Regions from separate parts of the Mus musculus genome. Here regions 2, 3 and 4 are each linked to region 1. A link is a contact called in public HiCAR-type, HiChIP or PLAC-seq and promoter capture Hi-C data. All regions are on one chromosome and are shown on one strand. The core of a region is the stretch at or near the end of the contact, and the rest is flanking DNA. Distances in the headings are between cores, read along the strand shown. Region 1 holds the start of Kdm8 (lysine (K)-specific demethylase 8). Region 2 holds the start of Tnrc6a (trinucleotide repeat containing 6a). Region 3 holds the start of Cacng3 (calcium channel, voltage-dependent, gamma subunit 3). Region 4 overlaps Slc5a11 (solute carrier family 5 (sodium/glucose cotransporter), member 11).

Region 1 (3,910 bases), core at 264-2,763:
GCCATGGGTAGTGGGCGGGGGGTTGTTACAGGGAGGGGAAGAGTGAAGGGAGGGAGGGAGAAAGAGAGAAAGGGGCCCCACACACAGAGTGAAGAGAGAGACCAAAATGTCTGGATTATATAGGGAAGAAGAGCTTCTGGGGGGAAGGGCAGTCCAGCCCCCACGCTAGAAAGTTCAGGGTTGGGAGCAGGGTATGCCAGGTAGGGACTGAGGGATTCTGGGAGAACCTGGAGGCCAGGTCTGCTTTGGTGTGTAAAATATGCACCCGAGTCCCTTGTCCTGGGGTTCAAAACCAAACAAGCATCTCTCACTGAACCTTGATCTCACTGACTCTGCTGGGCTGACAGGACAGAAACCCTGGGGACCCTCCTGTCTCTGCCTCCCCAGTTCTGGAACTGCAGGTGCTTGCCCCTGCACTTGACTTTTTACTGAGAATTTACAGCCAGGCCCTCACACTTGCAAAGCAAGCACTTAAACGACTGCTCATCTTCCCAGTTAGAGCTTTTCTTTCACAGGAAAGAAATCCAAAGCTAGAAAATTCAGGAAATAAAATAGAAGGGTGGCCTGCTAATATAGCAGGTCAGAGCTACTACACCCCGGGTGTCAGCCTGTGCACAGCTGCATGGGGACCAACATGCAGGCACCTAATTTGGCTGTCCAGCATTTTGTTGATAAGTGGGGACAAGTAGTTCGATTAATCACTTATTAAACCAAGCATGAGTTAGGTGTGGTGGCGCATGCCTTCAATCCCAGCACTCTGGAGGCAGAGGCAGACGGATTTCTGAGTTCGAGGCCAGCCTGGTCTATAAAGTGAGTTCCAAGACAGCCTGGGCTATACAGAGAAACCCTGTCTCACACACACACACACACACACACACACACACCCTAAAAACAAACAAACAAACAAACAAAAGACCAAGCATGGAACTTTGGAATGCTGGCCTGTCACAGAGAATGAAGGGATATCCTGGAGTTCTGTCTAAGTCCTATTGGAAGGATGTTTTCCTTGCAGAGACAGGCTGTGTGGAGTGGTGTGGCAGCAACCGATTCAGTGTTCCTGAGAAAACGAAAACTGAGGAGTGCCACATCCCGACTCAATCCCTGCTGACCAGTAGAAGTCACACTCCAAATCCAAGGCTAGCAGATCGCTGCAGGGAATCGTTTGCTGCTGCTGCTCCAGGCACCTCTGGAGTCAACCGGGAGAGAATGCTCGAAACTCAAAACTCGAACTGACTGCCACACCACTCCACATAGTCTGTCTCTGCAAAGAAACCATAGGCCAACTCACGGAAACCAGTCCTGCAAGCAGTACTTGTGGGCTCAAATTATATACGTGACTTCTAAAATCATGTGGCTATTTTTCTTCCACCTCGGCTTCCTACTCTGTAAAATAGGGAGAACTCATTATCTGAGTTGGAAGGATTGGGTAGTCGCAAGTGACAAACTGCTCTGCAAGGTATGACCCGGAAAAGAAAGCTCAAGCCTCCCAAGTCTTTGAACCGGAGGAGGGCGGGGCCTGGCATCGATTGCTCCGCGTTCCTCTAGGCACCCGTCGCGATCAGCCGAGTCAGAAGTGATCGATGCTCTCGGTGTAGTCGGTGATAAAGCCAGCCGAAGAATCTTCGCCCGGACGGAACCAGTCGTCGCCAGCAACGAGAGACACAAACAAGTCCAAGCGCCAGAGAGGTTAGTTGGAGCTCCAGGCAGCTGCAGTTGCTTAGACTTGCAGCCTGGCCGTGAAGGACGGATTGCGCAGGCGCCATGCTAAAGCCCGGCGCGGGCGAGCCGGGACGGTTTCACGCAGGCGCCTTGGGAGGCCTGGGAGCTGCTTGAAAAGCCGCGTGCGTAGTAGCTATCTGCTCCCCACAAACAGTTGAAGGAGCTGCTAGGGATGTCAAATAGCGCATGCGTGCAACTGTCGTGCCCTTCCCTTTTAGGCTTCGGTTAGTGGTTCAAGTGTGAGGATAGGTTTAGTGGCGAGACCGGCCCACATAACCACGCCTGCGCCGTCTGTCCGGAAGGCATGGCTGCGGCCACTGCTACCTGTTTCCAATCTCCATCCTCGAACCCGTTCGCCCAAGTCCGCCTGTCCCCCGTAAGCGGACAGAGGTCCACAGCAACAACCAAAGACTTCCTGGGAGTCGGGGCGTCTTCTCTTAGGCCACTTAGCCAGCCCTCCAATCCAGACTGTCCAGAAGGGCGTGAGCAGCCGGGTACTTTGAGAGAAGGACTGCACGTGCTTTCCCTAGACTGTTGTTCATGCTAAGGCATCCAGCATCCCGCTTAGCAACCAAAACCGGTTTCTGTAATGCATCCCCAAAAAGTGCACTTAGGAAGCGAGGCTTGATTCCGTTCGGCCCCGTTTTTGGCTCCTTTGGTTTTGGTGTGAGCAGCTTAGTTCACTTAGGAAGCCCAGATAGAACCACACAGATTAGATCCTGCACCCTTTGGGTGACATCCTTTCGCAAAAAGCGTCGTTTTGTACACCAACAAATGGGCCTTTATTTAAAGACCTTTTAGAATTAAGGCTACAGAGAAACGTTTTGTGCAACCCGCACCTGGCCATTACTTGAAAGCAGTGCCTTTTGCCTGACACGTGAATGTAGAATACCAGAAGGCCACCTTGCAAGCAAAGACACAGCCCCTACCAACTTCAAAAGCAAAGCAATGGCCGGCAAGATGTCTTTAAGGCCTATTAACTGTTGCACTGTGGGAGAGAAACTTATACTGGAACATATGAGGCCATTGAGGCTGGTACATGTGGCCTGTGTTTGGGTGATTGTGGGTGTCATTTTACCAACAATAACCCCCGGTTTTGTTTGTCTAGGCTCTTAAATTTATAGTCTCCTGGTTTAGGTGGTGAATTCCACAGTTAGGCCATCTATACCTGACTATTGGAAGCCTATTTATACATCTCACAATAAACTTTTATATGGTACTCTGGGAAGCCAATTTAGAGGCTAGTGTGGGTACACTGTTAAAGACTGGTTTATAAACCAACAGTTGCTCCCTTCTGTGGCAGGCCTTTTGGTTAATACTGCCTTTTCTAAGAGGCAATTCGGGGAGAGGGTATAGGAAGCCAGGCCATACTTATAGCCAGGTTACAGGGCCACTTAGTCTGGTCCTATCTGTGTCAGACCGGGTTGTGTGGGAGCACTGGGGGGTTGACTTGAAACCTGGGCTTGAGGCCATAGAGAAAGGCAGTCCAGGCAGTATACACTGGAAGGCCTGTTCAAGCTTCTGGTTGTGTGAAGACTGTTGCTTTGGGCCCACATCAGACCAGCTCCTCTGGAAACATTCATGGAGCCTAGGATCCTACAGTGGACAACTGCTGAATCCTGGAGCTCTTATAAAGAAACCTTGACACATTGGCTGTAAAGCCAAGGCAAAATGTGCCTTCACCTGGCGCATGGATTGTACCTGTTAGCTACTGTCTTAGTTAGGGTTTCCATTGCTGTGAAGAGACCATGACCAAGGCAACTTTTATAAAGGACAGCACTTGGGGCTGGTTTTACTTGGGGCTGGTTTACAGGTTCAGAGGTTCAGTCCATTATCATCATGGCCGGAAGCATGGTCGAATACAGACATACATGGTGCTGGAGGAGACAAGAGTTCTACATCTTCATCGAAAGGAAGCCAGGAACAAACTGTCTCCCACATGGCTGGGAGGAAGGTCTCAAAACCCACCCCCACAGTGACACACTTTCTCCAACAAGGCCACACCTCCTAATAGTGCCACTCCCTGGGCCAAGCATTTTCAAACCACCACAGCTATTACACCTGAGTTACCAAAAATATGTCAGTGTCAAGGAAGGAAAAGAACTTCCCCTTCCAGTCACTTAACCAAGAGTGAGTCCAGATCTGAGTTCTCTGTCATGCTCCCTGTGTCTTGTCCTCTGTCTGTCTGTTG
Region 2 (3,982 bases), core at 949-3,448, 2.3 Mb before region 1:
ACACTCTTTCCAGTAAAGTATCTACGTGTTCATGTGTCCAAGTTCTTTCTATTTATTAATGTGTAGACTTTCTAAAGTTTAAAGATAAAGGATGGGGATATCGGTCAGTGGTATAGTGTTTACTTAGCAGACATTTTTGCTATACTCAGCATTGCAAAAAATTATTTACGTGTATGAGTGTTTTGCCAGTGTATATATATATATCATATACGTGCCAGGTGCTGAGGAGGCCAGAAGACATTGGGTATCCTGGAACTTGAGTTATAGACAGTTGTAAACCACCATGTGGGTGTTGGGAACTGAACTTAGATTCTCTGGAAGAGCGGCCAGTGCTCTTCTGACTACTGAGCTCTTTTTTACAGCCTCAGTTGTGGTTTTGATAGAGGAAAAAGTAATCATTACCTTCCAAAATTATAATTTGTGAATTAGTCTAATCACTTAACCTTGGTAAGGCAAGGAATATAGAGTAGAGAAGATGGGTGTTGAGGTAATCACAGGAATTGGGCAGAAACAAAGGCAAAACATTATAGGAAAGATTCTGTCTTAATTTGCCTTCTATCACTGTGATGAACACCATACTGACAAGCAAATTGGGGAGGAGAGGGTTTATCAGCTTACAGTTCATAGTTCATCATATAGGAAAATCAGAGCAGGAACTCAAGGCAAGAACCTAGAGGCAGAAACTAAAGCAGAGACATAGAGGAGTGTGCTGCTTACTGGCTTGCTCCCCATGGCTTGTAGCATGCTTTCTCATACAACCTGGGATGGCCTCTAAAGAGCTTCCATATCAACTATTAATCAAGAAAATGCCTATAGAGTTGCCTACAGCAATTTGATGGGGGCATTTTCTCAGATGACTCCATCTTGTATCAGTTTAACAAAGAACCTAACCAAAGTTGATCCTGTGTGTGTGTGTGTGTGTGTGTGTGTGTGTGTGTGTGTGTGTGTTATAGATCACTAGAACTCAGGAGAGAGAGATAGGCAGATTTCTGAGTTTGAGTCCAGTCTGGCCTACATAGGCTAGCCAAGGATATAGAGTAAGACCCCCATCTCAAATAAATTAAAATGTAAAAATTACTAGCATTTATTTGTTATTCTTCATTTTGCAATTTGTAATTTTTTTCCAAAAAATGTTTATAGGGTGTTCATAAAATTAAGAACACCAAAAGAAGAAAAATGCAAAACAGACGTTAACATGCTGGCTAGTTCCTTTCTGGGCATTCATCCACTCATTAGCTAACTACAACACACATTTCTCCTAGAGCAGAAGCAGACAATCACAGAGCTTGTTTCATGGGAGAGACTGGAGCAGGTTTAAACCAGTTAAAGGACTTAGAATAGAAAAGGGCAAAAGAAGGTTGTCTGCAGAGCGAGTTTTCTGAGAAAGTAAAAGGGAGTAGATTTTAAGTAGAGGAGAAATGTGCAGATTACTAGCATTATATGCACCGAATATGTATGTACCTATGTGCATTATAATATCTTAATGCATTATATTGCAGCATCCCCCTTTGGGTATGTATCTTATTGTATTTACAATCAGGTATGTGTCTATATTGTAATTTAAGAAAATAATTGTAATAATTGTATCTTCATGTATTATATTACTGTATCTTATTTTATCTACATGTAGACTTACATACTTTACCTACAGACATGTATCTTACAGTGTTCACATGTAAGAATTTTTGGGTGTTCACATGTCTTTCTGAGAACTAGTATGGCATCTGCGTTTCCATTCTTTTATTGTAACCAAGACCCCAGGTATTGCAAGTAGCTGCGTTTAATGCCACCTCATAGCATTAGATGTCGTAGCTGGCTACAGTTATTCAACCTTTCCTGTGCATTTGAGTTAATATCTTGATTGTGAAGTACTTAAAAGTGATACCCAAATGGTTATTTCTTGAGCAGAGAAATTCGTGCAAGTGGAATTGCTGAGTCAAGGGTGTGTAAAAATTTGAGGCACAAAAATAAAAAAAATGAAACTTCTGGGATGCATTCTTCACCTGGGAAGAGGCACAAATCGAGAGGTTAAATAAATGTGGCTGAAGGTCAAAAGTAATTAGATGTGGGTGAATTTAAAAAACGGCGCGGGCTAGTCTGGCAGCGGCAGGGGTGGAATTTGCGGTTTGCTGGATTTTTTTTTTTTTTTTTTTTTTAAAGGCGTGTTTCTGTAAGGGAGGGGCCGGGCCGAGGGGAAGGAAACTTGTGTCGCAGTAAAGAAGGAGGAGGGGATGGTCCGAGGCAAGCCCGAGCCAGCCTCGGCGAAAAAGGCCGCGCTCCGCTCTTGCCAGGCCCCAGAGCCGCTCGTGGGGAACCTCGGAGTTCCCCGACAGCTCCGGCGAAGTCCTGGACGCGTCAGACAGTTGTCAAGTGGCTGCCTCGTCCGGCAGGCCTAGTTGCTAGGACCTCCATCTTGGGGCTCCCGGGCCACGGCGCCCCCGGAAGGGGTTGCGAGTGGGGCATTCACTTCCGGTCTGGGGCCTGCGGCGGCAGCGGTGGCGGCGGCGGCGGCGGCGGCAGCGGGACGGTGTAGAAAATGGCGCTGGTGCAGCGGCTCGGGCCTGTCCCCGCGGCGCTGCGGAGGGCTTGAGGCTCGCGAGCCTCGTTCCCCGCGCCTCACGCGCTAGTGCACTTTACACACATGAGGTGAGCGGACCGGAGGGGAGGCTCGCTCGGGGGGCCAGGAGCCAGCCTCCGGCGCTGCCGCAGGACCCCCTCGGGCTGATGGGCGGCGGCGCGGGGCAGTCCCCGGGGGGACGCGGGCGTGGGCGGGAGTCCCGGGCGGTCCGGGAAGCTTGGTCCGGCGCGGGCTACGGCTCTGGGCTCGGTCGCCCTGGGCTCGGCGGCCCGCAGCGCTGCAGCCCGCAGCCCCGCCCCTCCCCCACCGCGCGGGCGCTCTGCCGCAGCAGCTCCGTTTTCACGCGCATCCCCTCCCCCCGTTTTTTTTTTTTTTTTGTGTTTGTTTTTGTTTGCTATTTCAGAGAATTGGAAGCTAAAGCTACCAAAGACGTAGAGAGAAATCTTAGCAGGTAAGATGGGCGAGCCTTCGGTCTCCCGCCCCTTTATAATCGTGTGTTTCCACTCTGCTTCGCTCTTCCTGGGTTTACGGACCCCCCCCCCCCAACCTCCACCCCCACCCCCCAACCCCGTGTCATTTGCTTTCGCACTCACGGAACAGACATTCGGGAGAAACGGCCTCAGGGAATATTGCATGGGGGGGGCATTGCAGGGAGACGCGTAATTACGAGTGTGTTCGTTCTTAAAAAGAAAAGCAAAAGGCAGTTCTTGTAAACTTAGTTAAAGCATTCTCACCCTTTTAGAATTTAATTAGGGGACTTGTGCATTAATTACTATTGTAAATGGTTGCAGGCATTGTGTGACTCATGATTGAGGCGGCCCTTATGGCGGGCTGTCAAACTGTTTTGGCTTCCCCGTTATTACTTTGTAGCTAAATTGTTGCCTTTATAAAAAGATACTATGTGTTCACATTTTTTCCTCTCTGTCTCTGCACATTGTAGTCAGGCGGATTCTGTTGCATTGGAAACAGTTTTGTCCTTGAACTTCATGAAGCATAAACTGCGTTTTGTTTTCCTTTGAAACTACATTTTAGTCTGTGTTCAGTGTGTGCTCTTTTTATCAGTTGGGAAAGTAATTAAAAATTGTTACCAGTAAGTGATTATCACTTCTGCTGGGTCTGAGTGCTTTTGCACTGGTAACTGGTAAGCATCAAATACTACCTCAAAAGAGAAGTGGGGTTTTTTTTTGTTTGTTTGTTTGGTTAGGTTTTGTTTGTTTGTTTGTTTTTTTGTCTCCTACCCCGAAGTAATGCATTTCTGGAAAACGTTTAGTTCTATTGAGCTGTAATTTCTAAATTATCAGAGAATTGTACTATACTTGACCCGTTTTCAGATCCACGTTTAAACAGACTTTTCCTTTACCTATTTGTTTTTGCATCATATTTAGACACTCAGAAACTTACAGA
Region 3 (4,335 bases), core at 684-3,183, 2.8 Mb before region 1:
ATGACAGCTGGTTGTGGGCACATCTCATGGGTTGTAGAAATAGCGCATGCAGCCTCAATTCCAAGCATCCAAATGGGTGTTACTACCTGTCAGCCCACAAGAAAATAATTGGTCAGAGCAATTCGGTGGAATGCCTGAAGTCAACTTAGTGTGTGTCCTTATCTATATGCTAGAACATATGGAACCGGGAAGCTGGTCTGTGCCAGTTCTTTTCAGCATTTGCTATTTCTGAGGGAAAGAACTCACAGGTGTGTGATGACATTTGTGCTTTGGGCAAGCAAGGAGCCCAGACCTAATTACACCTGCATCCTGGTCTGACTTAGAAGATGTTAACAAATGAACAGCACCAGGGCCTTTGGAGAGAAGCTGACGTTTTCAATGCTCTCTCATCCTGAATTCACCACCCCCTCAAATGTAAAAGTGTGAAAATATTTAAGAAGTGTATTCAGAAATCAAACCTTTACATCCCTTCATCCAAGGTCCCTGATATGTAAACAACAGTTTAGGTACATTTAGTTCCTTCAGCCCTTTAGAGGTATATATGTTCACATATACATATGAATGGTTCTGGGTCTGATGTAAGCACACTGTCTCCTGTGTAAATCTGAGCTCCGGAGACAGGAGGGTAGACATATTGGTTTGTTTTCTGAGGAATGAAATTGAGACAAATACACATAGACAACATTTTGCCCACCCAAGTGAGCCACCAGTCAGTCTCCCATCCCTTTAAAAAGATTAGATCTTTCCCGGCTTCTGTCTCCCTAGTGGACTCCTGCAGCAAAGAGCAAAGTTGCCTGGCTCATTGGGCTCAGGGATGAGGAGGAGGGTTGATTAGAGAATGCTGCGTGGGGTGGGCTCTGAGATAACGCGCGCGCCAGAGTGCGCTGTGGGCCCTTGTCCTTAACCCTTCCCTCTGAGGAGCCGGATCCGCCGTACTGCAGTGCCCTGAAGCCCTGATGCTGATTGCCCTGGGCTCCCGAAACTTTGCTTGGTTGTGGGCTTGAGTACGCAGAGCTGAGCTGGCTGGCTGGCTCTAGGAACGCACTAGGAGAGTGTTAGGGAAGGGACCCTTCAGCACCCGGAGTTCCTAGACTAGGACCACGAGGAACGGTGCAGCGGCAAGGGGAGCTGTCCCTTCAGCACCACGGACCTCCAACGACCCGGCCTTGAGAAGTGGGAGGCTGGGCAACAGGAGAGGAGCTGTCCGCTCAGCACCACGGACCTCAGCTCTCCGACGCAAGTGGCCGGCCCCCGCCCCAGGACTCTCCCTTTTCTCCAGTTTGCGCGGGGGTGTGGAGAGCAGGCGGAGAGCTTTCCTGGGAGGCTGGGGAAGCAGTGAACACTCTTCTCAGCGACTCGCCTCCCAGCAGAGCTATTTTTTGCCATCCGCCCTCACCCCCAGCACACGCGCTCGCACACACGCACGCACGCGCGCACACACACACAAACACACACTCACACACACATACACACGCACACACACACATACACACGTACACACACACTCACACACACGCGCGCACACACGCACACACGCTCACACGCTCACACACCAGACCTCTCTGGGTTTCTTTTGCCTTGAGTCTCTCGGGGCTGTGAGAAACCAGGCGCATCTCAAACCAAGCTGGCAGCTCCAAGCTCCGAAGCCATGCCCTGCACAAACGCTAGTCCTCACCAAGCTCCTGAGGAATGAAAGCAACCCAGGAATCCTCTGACCGCGGCAGTGATGTGGACCAACCCCCTGGAGCCCGCACCCTCCCGAGGGCCATAGAGGACTCGGGGAACTGGAGAGAGCCCAAGACAGGAAATCCCAGCTTTCCCAAAGTCCCCGTGGATGCTGACAAAAGGAGATCTGGATTTTTGGAAGAGGCCGTCCTAGGTTACCCAGCTGCAGAGTGATTCTCCCGTCTGTCACTGAATCTACCCCTCCAACCCCCAGCCGTTCAGAGTACCATGAAGAATTATGAGGATGTGTGACAGAGGTATCCAGATGTTGATCACTACTGTAGGAGCCTTCGCAGCTTTTAGTTTAATGACCATTGCAGTGGGCACGGACTACTGGCTATATTCCAGAGGTGTGTGCAGGACTAAATCTACAAGTGACAATGAAACCAGCAGGAAGAATGAAGAAGTAATGACCCACTCCGGGTTGTGGAGGACCTGCTGCTTGGAAGGTACTTACAAATTCCTCTCACTGGCTCTGAATGATCTGCTTCTAATGTCCTGACATGTGTTGGGGGGGAAATAGAGGCAATGGAGGGGAAGAAAAATAGTTTTAATTGTTGTTGGAAATATGTGAGGGTCCAGACTATGCTTCCACGGAGCCTGGTGCTGTGTGGATGGAAGGGTTGGGTCTTGTTGATTGGTTTTGGTCTATGCCAAATGTGATGTGATTTTGTAACGCTCTTAAACACCTTCTGCAGTTGAGAAAGCCTCTAATCCCGAGTCTCTAAGCATGTTGTGCACTGCTTGGATTTCTGTCTATAGAAGGAGACTTTGGATTTGTTTAATTACATTTTGGTGAATGGGGATTATTAAGGAATGGAAGCAGAGAAGACAGGAAGGTGCTGAGGGACTGATCTAACCTGGAGCACTCTGATCTGGTTTTTTATCTTTTAATCAATAAAAGCTTACCAGCCTCTTCTGAGTTTGGTCCAACTAGACATTGTCATGAACTCCCTTTGTTAACTTATACTAGGGAACAATATGTAAGCCCTAATCCCCACACCCTCACATCTAAAGAAAATGTCTTTATGAATAAGTGTTTCATTATTTAGGCTCAAAATAAAACTGAAGTCTTGGTGTTTGCTCTCCACCTGACTTCATTCATAAATCACGCCCATCACCAGCAAATGTATTTCCTTGACATTTAGATAAGACTGACTCTGAGAATTGCATCTCATTGCTTCTAATTTTAAAAATTAGAGGATTTGCTCTAAATTATAATGAGGTGGGCAGGCCATTTTAGAATGTGGAGCTCTTAGGTAGCCTATGTCACTACTAAACTTGCTTCACCACTTGAAGAGTGACTGTCAGTTTCAGTGGACAATACCTGGGTATCACAAGGAGTGAAAAAATAATGAAGAAAATCAAAGCTTTGTGAACCTGCTACCTAAGGGAGCCACTAGATTAAAGGGCCACTAAGAAGGGATTTTGTCTGCTTGGTTGATTTTTGCTGTTTCTCTGGCTTCCAGGAAGTCAGTGAAGTTTATCACAGTGATAGTCAGGAAAATACAGGCTTCCTCCCCTCCCCTCGATCTCCCTTGGTTCCTCCCCCTGCATTCCCTGTGGCATTTCTCAGGGTTTCTTGGGAACTCGCATTTATGTAAATGACTTGGGAACTAATGCTATGACATCACTTGCTAGTGTAATATTGCATCATTCTCTGGCCTCCTTCCCACGTCCTGACGCTCTGAACTCTCCTGCCTATAGCGCCACTACAGTTGATTCTGTTTCCAACACAGATTTGCAACTGGTGGGAAACCCAGGAGGGAAAGGGCTACTTCATGTGAAGTCAGAAAACACCAAGTACTGCTGCAAATGGTCTCTATACTCTTAGCTAAGAGATTTGTCCCTTTTAACTCTCAGTTAACCCAAGAAATGACTGATTCAGAATCAATAGTCTTGAGTTAGAACTACTGAAGCGTACACTGCAGCCAGTAAACTGACAGAAATTCTAAAATGTGGTTATTTCTGACCATTTGCAGTCGGCTAGCATGAGGTCATTCACCTTGGAGAATTTCCACCATTCCCTTTGCTGTGTTGGCAATTATGAATCGAATCAGTTTTGCAATGCTGTGATTGGTATATATGACGATGCCTACATAAGTGGCATTAAAAAAAAAAACCCGGGTTCTTCCCCAGCTAAAAGCCATACAGAAGTACATCAGGTTTATAGTCATTTTGCCCCTTGGAAATATTCTGGAAATGTAAAATTAAACAGTGATACTGACATTCTTCACCCTGCCTCATTTATTTAAATGTCTGTCAGGATAAAATCAGGGCCTACATTTCCTGAACCTTTCTTCAAACCTGCATAAAGAGCATTTCCTCCTCTCTTCGACATGCTGCTCTAGGCCTACAGTTCATGCCTGGGACCAAAGCCCCAACTGAGTGTTCCATGGCTTCAGTCGGGTAACTGAGAAAGGAGATTGGGGAAGAATTAGAAGGACTGGAGATGTGTTCTTGGGCTAGTCAGTTCTTTTGAGAAAACTTGTTGGAGCCTTCTTATAGTTTTTCTCAGCTAAGTCTCATGTTCTAAAGCATTCCATTCGGAAAGATACATAAACCATTATGAACCGGAAAAGTTTTTACCATCTAGATGGGCCTGGCGAA
Region 4 (3,949 bases), core at 453-2,952, 2.2 Mb before region 1:
AAAACAAAACAAAAGCCTGGAGCGAATATAGTCGGCCACAGGTGGCCCTGATTTAGCTTGCTTTCCTGGTTTGGTTTGGCTTGCCCTTGCACTGTGGTGTGGAAAATTTTCACATCTCCCTTAGCACAATCGTTCTGTGAACCACCAGAAGGGAAGGGTGAGAGCTGTCCCTGCTTGACTGAGCTTCCTTTTGTGCTCTGGCCACTAGGCAACCTCAAGGGCAGCCTGTTCTGCTTGCAAAGAAAGCCTTTGTCAGGACTGGCTGCCCTCCACCCTACCCCTCCGGAAGGGAGCTGGCAGGGGCTTTGAGAGGGGATCGAAGGGCCCACCCATCACTCGGCCCTCGGAGGCAGGCCAGGTTCAGATAATCATGGTGCTCTGTGCAAAAGGCACAGAGAAACGAGGGAAGCTCATTTCATTTGATGGTTTTAGGCAGCCACGGCATGGCAAGGGCCTGGGGTGAAAACCATGAGAATGGGAGGGAGGCTGCCTCCCTAAATGTGGCGAGCTTGGCTCACAGCTAGTGCCTAATAGATACTTGCTCTACTGAGCCCTCAAAGTCAGATAGAGCTCACTATGTAGAACCTGGCACACAGATGATAGCTAATGAATGTTCCTTTGGACTTCCAGGGCCTAACACAGAGCCTGGCACACAGCTGGCACCTACTAAATGGGCTAGAGAGATGGCTCAGTGGTTAAGAGCCCTGGCTGCTCTTCTGGAGGCCTTGGGTTCAGTACCACGCAGTGCCTCATACCATCCTATAACTGGTGCCAGAGGGTCCAGCGCTCTCTCCTGAGCTCATGCATGCATGAGATACACATGTGCACATGTATCTATCCAGGCACATGCATGTAAAAAAAAATAAGCCAGATTTTATATCCTACTGCATGTCCAGGGCATAACACAGAACCTGCCACATAGACAGTGCCTAACAAATACTTTACTGAGTCCTAAGTCCCAGCACATATATAACGTTATGTATAATAAAGCAGTCAAAGGGAGGAAAGCGGAACAGACAGCTGCTCGGACACAGCGACCTTCTGTCCTGTGTTCCAATAGCACCTGTGGCCTTGATGGGCACATCCAGGGCCTGACCCGGCTTCACTTTGGTATCCCGGTGCCTTGTTTTTCACCCACGAGCCGAAGGTACCAGGAGGATGAAACGAGAGTCTGCGGGGAGTACACCACATACTCTGCACCCAAGCTATTTGCCACTAAGGTCACAGTTGTACTGTGGGCTGTGGGTCAAGGCAGGTGCAGGGAGGCAGGTCTGGGTTCCCAGCATCTGTGGCTCAGCTCCTGTCCCCACCGTGAAGAAGCAGCTTCCCGGCTCCAAAGTCTCTCAATCACTTAGATGCTGTGCCAGCCTCCCCCAGCAGTGATGAAAGACTTGCTTATGTGTGGGCTCCTCAGTGCCTGGCAGGCAATGGGCAGAAAGGAGCCCGGTGGGGGGCGGGGCTGGGGACACCGATGGCCCCGAGGGTTCAAAGCGAAGGCCGCGGTCCTTTCTCCCTTCTTGCTTCTTTTCCTTTTCTGAGATTTTCTAGATCCATCCATCACTTTTCTCAGGTACAGCAACTATCCCTACCTGAATTGCATTCTGTCTTTCCCCAGAGTTCACTGTTTCTGAGGCAGTGGGTCTGCCAAGCTGGGCCTCAGGCTGTCTCACCGCCTATGTGACCTCAGACAGGATGCTACACCTCTAAGACCCACAACTTCCTCTCCTTTAAAGGCAGAGAGAGCATGTCCTACCCAGTGGGGCTCTGATCCTTAAGACAGCACCCAAGACCCATGGAGCTCCCTTCCTCCCCGAGCCTCCAGAGTCAGAGCTGGAATCTACCACCTCCCATCCCCATTCTAGAGCCTGTCTCCGGTCACATAACACCTCGGCTCAGGTATCATTATCCCTGTCCACAGAAACCAGGGGCTGTAAATTCCAGCCCTGCCTGGGCCTCAGGGGAGGGCAGAGCTGGACTGGAGCTTGCCTGCTCCTCCTGTTTCATAGGCCATGAAACACAATGCCTGCCTTTCAATGCCTTCCTTCCTTCCTTTCCTTGTTTCCCTATAAGAGCTTATATTGGCACTTGCCCTTGTTTTCTCTTCCTCAGAGAGTCTCCTGTCCCAGATCTGAAAAGCTGGGAGTGCTAGTGCATCAGGACTAAGAGCAAGGTCCTGCCTGGGGAAAGACAGGGGTGCACCTGCCTCGAGAGGGGCCTTGCAGGTCTCAGAGCACCTGTGGCTTCTCAACAAAGAGCCTACAATAAAGGGGCTACTTTAGCTCTCACAACCTGGGGGATGTTCCTGGTATGTAGGGGATACTAACCAGAGATGCCGCTCAGCATCCCATAATGCCCATGGAATCCAAAATAACTGCCTGGTTAAACAAGATTCCTCTTGATTACCTTACATAAAAAATGAGTTTGAAAATGGCTCAAGGGCTGGAGAGATGGCTCAGAGGTTAAGAGCACTGGGTGCTCTTCCAGTGGTCTGAGTTCAATTTCCAGCAACCACATGGTGGCTCACAACCATCTCTAATGGAATCGGGTGCCTTCTTCCGGTGTCTGAAGACAGCTACAGTGTACTCATATACATAAAATAAATAAATCTTTAAAAAGAATAAAAGAAATAAAGAAAAGAAAATGGGTCAAAGACCTGAATGTAAGGCATGAAACTCTAGGTAGGAGCTGGCCAGAGCTTTTTTTTTTTTTTTTTTTGTAAGATTTATTTTATTTATATGAGTATACTGTAGCTGTTTTCAGAGGTTACAGAGTTAAGAGCAGCCAGTGTTCTTAACTGCTGAGCCATCTCTCCAGCCCCGGCCAGGCCTTTTTAAAAGCTCTTTCTCTGTGAATTGTATCTTCTGTATTTTGAGCTTTTGGGCTAATATCCACTTACCAGTGAGTACATGTGTTCTTTTGTGATTGGGTTACCTCACTCAGGATGATATTTTCTAGTTCCATCCATTTGCCTAAGAACTTACAAAATCATTGTTTTTAATAGCTGAGTAGTACTCCATTGTGTAAATGTACCACATTTTCTGTATCCATTCTTCTGTTGAAGGACATCTGGGTTCTTTCCAGCTTCTGGCTATTATAAATAAGGCTGCTATGAACATAGTTGAGCATGTATGTATCCTTGTTATATGTTGGAGCATCTTTTGGATATATGCCCAGGAGTGATATAGCTGGGTCCTCAAATAATACAATGTCCAATTTTCTGAGGAATTGTCAGACTGATTTCCAGAGTGGTTGTACCAGCTTGCAGTGGAAGAGTGTTTCTCTTTCTCCACATCATTGCCAGCATCTGCTTCACCTGAGGTTTTTTGTTTTTTGTTTGTTTGGTTTTTTTTTTTTTTTTTTTGGTTTGGTTTTTTTGTTTTTTTCAAGACAGGTGAGACAGGGTTTCTCTGTGTATCCCTGGTTGCCCTGGAACTCATTCTGTAGACTAAGCTGGCCTTAAACTCAAATCCACCTGCCTCTGCCTCCCAAGTGCTGGGATTAAAGGCTTGTGCCACCACTGCCTGGCACCCCATTTTTAAATAGGGTTATTTGATTGTCTGGAGTCTAATTTCTTGAGTTCTTTGTATATATTGGATATTAGTCCTCTATTGGATGTAGGATTGGTAAAAATCTTTTCCCAATCATTGGTTGCTGTTTTGTCCTATTTACAGTGTCCTTTGCCTTACAGAAGCTTTGCAATTTTATGTGTCCCATTTGTCAATTCTTGATCTTAGAGCATAAGCTACTGGTGTCCTATTTAGGAACTTTTCCCGTGTCCATGTATTTGAGACTCTTCCCCACTTTCTCTTCTATTAGTTTCAGTGTCTCTGGTTTTATGTGGAGGTCCTTGATCCAGTGAGACTTGAGCTTTGTACAAGGAAATAAGAATGGATCAATTTAGCTGGGTGTGGTGGCACACGCCTTTGATCCCAGCACTTGGGAGGCAGAG

The links. Promoter capture Hi-C pulls out the DNA fragments that hold promoters and counts their contacts. HiCAR-type assays count read pairs that join an accessible place to other places. HiChIP or PLAC-seq counts read pairs in DNA pulled down with a chosen protein or histone mark.
Region 2: a contact with region 1 is called in an H3K4me3 HiChIP or PLAC-seq map of pro-B cells, with 12 times the contacts expected there. The contact joins the promoter of Tnrc6a here to the promoter of Kdm8 in region 1. A contact is called at or near these places in 4 of 39 promoter capture datasets (the C10 cell line, embryonic stem cells, hippocampal neurons and 1 more), 1 of 484 Hi-C or Micro-C datasets (B cells), 3 of 115 datasets of contacts at active chromatin or transcription factors (astrocytes, large pre-B cells and pro-B cells) and 1 of 9 other capture datasets (adipose tissue).
Region 3: a HiCAR-type map of astrocytes shows a contact between it and region 1, with 6 times the contacts expected there. The contact joins the promoter of Cacng3 here to the promoter of Kdm8 in region 1. A contact is called at or near these places in 2 of 39 promoter capture datasets (embryonic stem cells and hippocampal neurons) and 1 of 115 datasets of contacts at active chromatin or transcription factors (astrocytes).
Region 4: a contact with region 1 is called in a promoter capture Hi-C map of embryonic stem cells, with 6 times the contacts expected there. The contact joins the enhancer-like site here to the promoter of Kdm8 in region 1. A contact is called at or near these places in 2 of 39 promoter capture datasets (embryonic stem cells and liver), 3 of 115 datasets of contacts at active chromatin or transcription factors (astrocytes, embryonic stem cells and large pre-B cells) and 1 of 9 other capture datasets (embryonic stem cells).

What each region holds. Positions count from the first base shown.
Region 1 is chr7:125,443,107-125,447,016 of GRCm38.p6, forward strand. It overlaps Kdm8 (lysine (K)-specific demethylase 8), which reads left to right and starts at 1,514. Exons shown (of 8, transcript NM_029842.5): 1 at 1,514-1,686.
Region 2 is chr7:123,121,687-123,125,668 of GRCm38.p6, forward strand. It overlaps Tnrc6a (trinucleotide repeat containing 6a), which reads left to right and starts at 2,199. Exons shown (of 24, transcript NM_144925.3): 1 at 2,199-2,646; 2 at 2,982-3,029. The coding sequence starts at 2,642.
Region 3 is chr7:122,669,811-122,674,145 of GRCm38.p6, forward strand. It overlaps Cacng3 (calcium channel, voltage-dependent, gamma subunit 3), which reads left to right and starts at 1,934. Exons shown (of 4, transcript NM_019430.2): 1 at 1,934-2,174. The coding sequence starts at 1,964.
Region 4 is chr7:123,218,584-123,222,532 of GRCm38.p6, forward strand. All of the region lies in intron 1 of Slc5a11 (solute carrier family 5 (sodium/glucose cotransporter), member 11), which reads left to right. Among named protein-coding and RNA genes, the nearest start is that of Slc5a11, 5.7 kb to the left of the region's middle. Within about 2 kb of position 1,703, at least 50 of the 459 cell types and tissues checked have an H3K27ac peak or open chromatin away from gene starts, as enhancers often do. A contact at or near this core is called in embryonic stem cells, where this site is marked.